Linked DNA regions of Mus musculus: region 1 is linked to region 2. Evidence: chromatin contacts called from public ChIA-PET data. All regions are on one chromosome and are shown on one strand. Each heading gives the region's core, a stretch centred on a gene start, on an enhancer-like site or on the middle of the called end of the contact. The rest is flanking DNA. Distances are from core to core; before and after follow the strand shown. Region 1 has its middle 3.0 kb from the start of Gm30212. Region 2 overlaps Fam149b (family with sequence similarity 149, member B).

Evidence for each region. ChIA-PET counts read pairs in DNA pulled down with a chosen protein or histone mark.
Region 1: an RNA polymerase II ChIA-PET map of memory CD8 T cells shows a contact between it and region 2, with 24 read pairs. The contact joins two enhancer-like sites. A contact is called at or near these places in 3 of 115 datasets of contacts at active chromatin or transcription factors (double positive thymocytes, memory CD8 T cells and pancreatic cancer cells).

Annotation. Positions count from the first base shown.
Region 1 is chr14:20,883,419-20,887,535 of GRCm38.p6, forward strand. No RefSeq gene overlaps it. Among named protein-coding and RNA genes, the nearest start is that of Gm30212, 3.0 kb to the right of the region's middle. Within about 2 kb of position 1,458, at least 21 of the 459 cell types and tissues checked have an H3K27ac peak or open chromatin away from gene starts, as enhancers often do. A contact at or near this core is called in memory CD8 T cells, where this site is marked.
Region 2 is chr14:20,376,687-20,380,585 of GRCm38.p6, forward strand. It overlaps Fam149b (family with sequence similarity 149, member B), which reads left to right. Exons shown (of 14, transcript NM_001024512.2): 10 at 1,089-1,313; 11 at 1,714-1,837; 12 at 2,078-2,197. Among named protein-coding and RNA genes, the nearest start is that of Gm30054, 9.3 kb to the left of the region's middle. Within about 2 kb of position 2,190, at least 108 of the 459 cell types and tissues checked have an H3K27ac peak or open chromatin away from gene starts, as enhancers often do. A contact at or near this core is called in memory CD8 T cells, where this site is marked.

The DNA.
Region 1 (4,117 bases), core at 208-2,707, 510 kb after region 2:
GGAGGACAGTCAGGTTTTTACTCTTTGCACCACAGTGCCTCTTGGGGCTGGCCCATCCTTGATGGTCCTTTGATGTTCTGGCCTGAACCACTTCAAGCTCTTAGGGAAGAACAGGGCTGACTCTACAGTAGGCTCTAACCATACTGGCCACACACTTGGCATGCCTTTGTACCAGAAGCCACAAGAGAGCTTTCTCCAGCAGTGCTGTTCCTAGAAAATGGCATGTTGCACCCAATCAAGAAATGATAGAGGAGGCTGGCTTCTTGGCACCCAGCTGTCTTAAGCAGTCCCTTTCCATTCCTTCTGCCAGGAGTGCATCTCTCTGTTCTCTCATTCCCCTCCACCACAGAGAGCCACACATACAGCAGGAGCTCCACCCCAGGATTTTATAATGCTGCATAGGCTTTGGAATCAGAAAGACCCAATTCTTGCACTCACTGTAACGGCTGAGATGAACAGAACAATAATTTTGTGTGTTGTCAAGAGTGTGAAAGAACTAGAACACTGGTCTAGGGTTTCTGGGAGTATGGGATGGCCCCCATATCTCTGACACTACAGTGTTTAATAAAATGTTAAATATCCCCAACTAAGGAGACTGTTCATGGCAGTGTTATTCAAAATAACCTAAAACTGGGGCAGGGGATCCAAATCCACTAGATAAATAAACTGAAGTGTAAATTCACAAAATGGAATGCTACTTGGTAGTAAAATTGGAGCAACATGGTGGTACATACACTATATATACATCTCAGATAGACTTTGTGAAGAAAATCAAGCTGGATACAAGAATACTGGTCTGAAGTTCAGGAATGAGTAAAAACCAACACTGGAGGACAGAAGCCAAAACCTTTGGTTATTGCCAGGTGGTGGTGGCGGCACACACCTTTAATCCCACTCAGGAGGGGGGGGCACTGGATCTTTGAGTTTGAACCCCTACTGCTTTACTTGGTGAGTTCCAGGACAGCCAGAACTATGTGAGAAATCCTGTCTCCTAAAACCAATAAACAAACAAACAAATATTAAAAATTAGTGTGTCTGGGAGTCAGAGCAGCAGCAACTATTTTCTGGAAAGAGGTATGAATGACAGAACTCCAAGGAATGATAGAAATGTATGTAAATTAGAAAGAGAAAGAGAGAGAAGTTGAAGAAGAAGAGGGAAGAAGGAAAGAAAGAGGAGAGGAAGGAAGAAAAGGGGGGACAGAGGAGGGAGAAAATAGAAAAGTCCCGGTCTGGTTCCCAGGTGTGGCACTGTCACGTATGGACATTACTTTCTCATAGGTGGTTTTTGGAATCAACCAGGCGAATGCACGGAAATCTCGTAGCTCAAGAGCCTGACAAATACTGTAAACGTAGTAAAAAAAAAAAAAAATAACCCTTGCTCTTGGTCCCTTATCCACCATCTTCTCTTTTAAGAACTGGATCCCAGGGCTTGGGGTGTGGCTCAGCTGGTAGGAGGTTTGGTTAACTTGTAGGAAGTCGTCAGTTCTATCCCTAGCACAGCACACACTGGCTGTGGTGGTGCACACAGGCAATTCCAGCACTCAAGAGGTAGATATACAAGGAGCAGAAGTTCAAGGCCATCCTTGGTGCATAGAGTCTGAATCCAGCTTAGCCTACATAAGACCATGCCTCAGAAACAAAACAAAACAGACAGCAAACAAATAAGGACTGACATGTGAAGCTTTGTCCACCCCCCACCCAGCCCCCAAAAAGACCCAGTTCCCACCTCTGGGCTAAGCCAGAGCCCCAGGCAGAACTCTGAAGCCCTATAGCACTCACCCTCACAGTACCCACAAGGCTCAGTGACTAGAAAGTTTCATCGAATTCTGAACAGGAAGCAGCAGTGGCAGCTGATAATCTGTGACCTGAATATAGCTATCCATTATCTCACTGTGGTTTCTTGTTTCCCTGACAGAGGAAACGCCCACGACTTTCTTGAAGTTATTCTAAACACTCAGTTCCTTGTTCGGCTCTGGCAGGATAATGTTTCCCCTGGGTGCCCCGGTGTTTTGAGCTGCAGCCTCCCTGCCAGCCTGAGGCTCAAGCTCAGCGGTCAACCTGTGGGGCCAACTGTCCCCTCCACGGAGGAGACAGTGACAGGAACAGATCAAAAATAGGCCATCAGTATCTGCAGCTATTGGAAGAAAAAAACAAAAAAACAAAACAAAACAAAACAAAAAAAAAAAAACCAAAGCAAAAAACCCCTCAGACATAGAGCATCCACTTCTTGTTCCTCTTGAGGAAGGCAGCAGGCAGAGCTGCCATGTGAGGAGGGTGTGTACCACTGGCTTCTCATCACAACTAGTTCCTGAGTCACACGCCACCCTGAGTTTACTCTTCTGTGATTCTCTTCCCTTAAAAGAGGCAGATCTGCTCTCCTGGGGTATGTTCAGTTTCCAAATGAGGAGCAGAGACAAGCTCAAGACTCAGGATAAACAGAATTGTCCCGTTAACTCAAGTTCTTACGAAGCCCAATAGTCCAACATGGGCATGGTGGTACAAGCCTTTAATCCTAGCACTTGAGAGGCAGAGGCATTCAGATCATTATCCTGCCAGATAATGAGTTTGAGGCCAGCCTGATTTGCATAGTGAGTTCGAGGCCAGTGAGGGCTATACAGTGAGACTCTTGCAAAATAAATGTATAAACAAAGAAATAACCCACCCTCGGTGTTCAGGAGACTCGGCTAAACTACAAGGCAGGCAAAGTTTGTCTCTGGCTTCTCTTCTTCCAGGACATACTCTACCCCACCCTCCATCAAAGCTTTTTGGTTTTATTTCAAGATGGGGTCTTGCTATGGAGCTCAGGCTGGCTTCAAATGTTTGATCTTCTCCCGGAGCCTCTCCTGCGCTGGCTTACTGGTGAGATCATCGCATCTGGTTCTACCAAAGCATTTGTGGCAGTGCACCCCTTTACCTCTGTATCTGGGAGTCACTCGGTCTGTGGAACACACCCCTACTTTTGAAAAGGAAGTCTCAAGATAGTAATTCTGAAACAAAGGACCCCAGTTCTCATCACATGTGGGAGACTGTTCTCTGAACAGCAGGGCCTCTGGGCTCACTGGGACCCCCTGCTGGTTACCACGTTTGCAGTTAATGCTCTAAGCGTAGAGTCTGGCTTAAAAGGGTTTTTTGTTTTTTGTTTTTCTGAAGAGGTATAATCTGTAAATTAGTGTAGATAAAACTAGGGAACTTGTAACAGTAGTTGACTTGAAGGGCCAGGAAATTAAATATTGAAAAGCTGGTTTGAGCTGCCTGTAATCTCAGCAGCTGGGAGGTGAAAACACCCTTTCCTCTATGGGCTAGCCCAGGACTCGCTTCTATGGGCTAGCCCAGGACACATAAGACTCTGTATTTTTTTTTTAAAAATGAAAGAAAAAACAGGAGGAAAAAAAGCAAAGCGGAACAAAACAACAAAACACAACGCCACACCACACCAAATCAGAAAAGCTGTTTTTACATGCTGCAGAGCTGAAAGCAAGAAGATCCACCAGGAAGGTCAGAGCAGTAAAGGATCGATCGCTCAGGGATTCGGAGGCTGACAGTAAATAATACGCAGCCGGCAGGGATGGCACCAGACTTCCGAAGACCGGGCTCTGCAAACAGCCAGGCTGGCCTTCAGTAGTCATTAGACTGCTTCGGCTGATCAGGAAGCATACACGAGAAGCAGGAGATGGCTTAGGCGTAGAGCACTGGCTTACCTGGGTTTGATTCCCAATGCTCACCTGGTGGCTCCCAATTGTCTTGAATTTCAGTTCCAATGCCCTCTTCTGGCCTCTACAGGCACCGGGTGGGCACAAATGTGGTGCACAGGCAAAATATCCACACACATAAAATATAATAATAATAATAATAGTCTTAAGAAGTTTAAAAAATGAATACATGCTAAGTTGACAATGGTCCTTGCTAGAGGTGAGATTATTTCTAAAACGCATTTTGTCCTCTTTCTTTCTTCTTCCACCCTTCCTCCTCCTTTCTTTCTTTAAAATACATTTATTTTGTTGTTTTTAAAATTATGTATATGTATGTAACTCTGTGTGTGAATATATGCACATGAGTGTATGTGCCCATAGAAGCTAGAAACATCAGAACCCATGGAGCTTGAAGTATAGTCGATTGT
Region 2 (3,899 bases), core at 940-3,439:
GAGGCAGACTCCAGTCAGAAGGAACGGAGAGTAAGGAACACACCAGAACTCAGGCAAGAGCTGTGGGGTCTGCAGTCAGCACTAGTGCAGGATCACAGCGGAGCTCGTGATCTCTCTCAAGCATTCCATCCCCACCATTCAAAGGAGGACGAAGGACGGGGAATAGCAGATAATGTAGCAACAGGAATCAAAGTAAAAACATGAATTCCAAGCTCAGGACATTTGTTTTATGGGAAATATGAGTTTCTTTTGGGTTCTGTTTTGAGTAATGGGCCACCTAGAGAGAATGTGGAAGAGACCAGATTCGGCGACTGACTTAAAGGTCACCTAGCAAGAGATGGCAGTTGAACCCACAGACAGAAGAGGAGGCGACAGAGTGGGACATTGATGGAGAGCAGCTACTTCCTGCAGGGATCCACTGCTCTGCTCCTATTGGGCAGCATGTGGCTGGGACCTTTTGATTGTTCCCAGCTTCAAGGCTCCAGACTAAACTGTAATTAGGTTCCAATGAGCCAGCAGTTTAGACGTTTCTCTTATCTGTGTGTTTAAATGGTTTGTTTCCACCATGTGTGCAGTGTCCACAGAACTCAGAGGAGGGTTTTGGATCCCCGCCAACTTAACTCACTATCCTCAATATGAGAATGAGAGCTACAGTGACGCCTCAGTATCTAACCCTGAAGATACTTTGTCAGCTCAGAAAGTGCTTCCCATCCTGTAGGCCCCTGAGTCAGAAGCACTGAGTCAGCCTTGCCTTTCCTAGAACTGAACAAGTGACTGTGCAAGTGGGTCATGGGCGCTTTCCCAAATCTCCATCCTAGGAAGCTAGAGTTAAAACAGGTCATTGTCATGGACAGACACACTACAATCCATGCACTTGACAGGCCAGCAGAAGGATCTCAAATTCCAGCCTGGCCTAGGCTGTGTAACAAGCCCCCACATCTTAAAAACAGCCTCTCACTCTGAATCTTAGGTAAGCTTCTGGAAGCCAGTTTGCCCTTTTCTTCCCTGAATGTCTCAGGCTCTTTACCCTGAGCCCTGTCTTCTTCTACATAGTGATTTTCATTGTGGGTTTCTGATTTTGCCACTAGAGATCTTGATGACAAGCTACTTACGAGGCCTGGGTCCAGTTCCGTCCTTTCAAACCGAAATTGGCCAAACCGTGCCATGGAGCTTAGTACATCATCTTTGTCATATACAACGCAGTCTGCCAGGAGGCGCAATCCCCCACCACGTACCCTTCATCCGATCAGCACAAGCCACTCACGCGCTGGAACACCATGGCCTGTAGAAGAAATCCTCAGAGGACCCCGGGTGTAGGTTTCAAATGCAGACTCTGGGAACCTGGTAAAGCTAGTGTCAGTAATTGTGAGAATCGTCATAGAACAGGCTTCAGTAGAAGACTAGACTGAGGCTGTGCCCAAAACTAAGACCACGCAGTCATACAGTGTGCTGTCTGCAGGTTTAGTCCAACTCAGAGTTTTACTTAAGTTTTGGTGAAATACAAAACTGGATGAGATTATTCTGTTGATACAGCTGAAGAGTTATATTTGTGAAATTTAAGAGAGAAAGGGAAAAATCCCTCTTTGCTGCCCCTATTCTGAAAATCTGGGTGGCTTCAAGCCTCCTGAGCACACTGACTTTACTAAGTTTCTCATCACTTTGTGTTGTTACAACTTTACTTTTGCATATCGGTTTTGCTGCTGGGATCTTCAGTCCAGTGACAGCAGACACACTGTCTTCTCCCTCTCCAATGACCTTGGGTCGGAACAATCTGCTGCCACCTATTGGAACAGTTGAAGTAGAACACCTGAGCGCCATGGGGCCACAGCGGCCAACAGTAAGCCTTTCACCCCGCCTTCCCGGGCTTACTCTGAGCTCTCACCAGCAGTAGTTCTGTAGGACTTACCTTGAACCACACTCTCCTCTGACAAAAACAAACCGGGTTCTAGGCCATGGCAGCGAAGTTGGAGCTGCTTAGGAGTGGGTACCACAGCAGCTGATGTTGGGCCAGGGTTACTATGGAACAGGTGCAGCTCCCAGGACACAGCTGTTTCTGTGACTTTCGTCTCCTCTGCAGAAATCCCATGGTGACTCCAGCCGAGCCCGAAGTGCAGTGGTAGACGAGCCTAACCAGCAGCCCCAAGAGAGGCTCCTTTTGCCTGTCTTCTCTAGACCCAACACAACTCAGTCGTTTCTGGTAAAGTGCTTCCTGTTTATCTGGTTTGGAGGGGTTGACACAGTGTCTCAGACAGCCCATGCTGCTCTTGAACTCCTAATCCTGCCTCAAGCTCCTATTTGTCTTTGATAATTTGGGAAAGAAGGGGGGGGGTATGTTTGGCAAACTTAGGACTTATCTAGTGGCTTGATTAACTCAAATAGTTGGATGTTCTAATGATAAAATACCATTCTAGGTATATCTTCCTAAAATTCTAAGTGGTGCCCTGCCTCATTCTTTTGGTGGTAAAATGCCCTACTTATAAAATAAAAATCTCAGCAGCATACTCTGAACATAAGCACACTACAAGCACCACTGCCCCCTGCTCTACCTGCCTGTGCTGTCCTCCCTGCTCCTGTACACTTTACACAGTAAAGTGGGGTCAGGTGGAGGACTCGGAGTGTGAGCTGAGTTGACCCTCTTTCTGATGGCTGTGTTAAATGCTGACGCTTGCCTTCTCAATTGTCGTGCACTTACAAGCCCTTTTACTTTTAAGGAAGTACTTGAAAAATTCCTGAGGACTGGGGCCATGTGACCTTGCACACCTGTAGGTCAGTACGTGGTTCCTACCTCATCTGCTTTGTGGCAAGAGGGCTTGCCAAGCACAGGGAAATGATTGAGCTCACACCGAGTGCTTAGCCAGGGATTCTGTGTCCTGCTCCAGTTTGCAGAATGGCAACATCTGTAGCTCATGTACCCAACCTGACCCTTGGACCATCTACTAACAGTGGTGGGAGCTTGTATTTCTATGTTTTACAGGGTTCCCACAACAAATGACCACAACGTGGGCAGCCAAAACAACAGAAATGTATCACTCTTACAGTAACAGAAACTGGGAGCTCTCTGTAAGCTTTAGCGAACCTTTCTTGCCTCTCTAAAGCTTCTGTGGTTGCCTGCAATGCTTGGGCAGCCTAGCCTAATAGATAAACCCCAGATCTCAGTGAGAAACCCTGTTGCCAAAACAAGGTGGGCAGCTCCTGAGAACCACACCAAAGGTGGGACCCTGCCATGTGCACTCGTGTGGGCACACACTCACACTGCTCATAGGCACAAAGAGGAAGTAATTTTAAAAACAGTTGGGGTTAGAGAGCTAGCTCAGTGGTTAAGACATTTGGGGTTAGAGCTAGCTAAATGGTTAAAAAATTGTGTTTTCGATTCTCAGCACCCACATGGCAGCTCACAATGTAACTTCCTGGTGATACATGCAGTCAACATGTTTATTACAATAAAATAAAAATGAAAAGATAGCAGCCATTGAATTTATAGTCCACTCTAAAACAGTAGTTCACCTTGATTACTCATGCGAAGAAATGGGTTTCCAAAAATAGTCACATTCACAAGTTCCAAGATGATGTGAGTTTTGAAGGGCACTATTCAACTCAGAATTTCCTGACGCTTGAGTTAGGCGGAAAGGCACAGAAAAAGCCAAAAGAGAAACGAAGCCCTGGCCCATAGGTTCACTGTAAATCCTGGAAGCCTAAGAGCATCTGAACGGTCTCATAATTAGAGTCAGAACATTTGTTAAGCCGTGTTTATGTTCTATATGTTCTTTCCTTTCAAAATTTAATTTTAGTTGCCTTAGGAATAAAACTGAACATATGAAAACACTTCAAAGTCTCTTTAAAAAATAAGTTTATTATAACAGTAAAAATTGCCTGCCTTAGCATCATTTTCCCCATGTCCT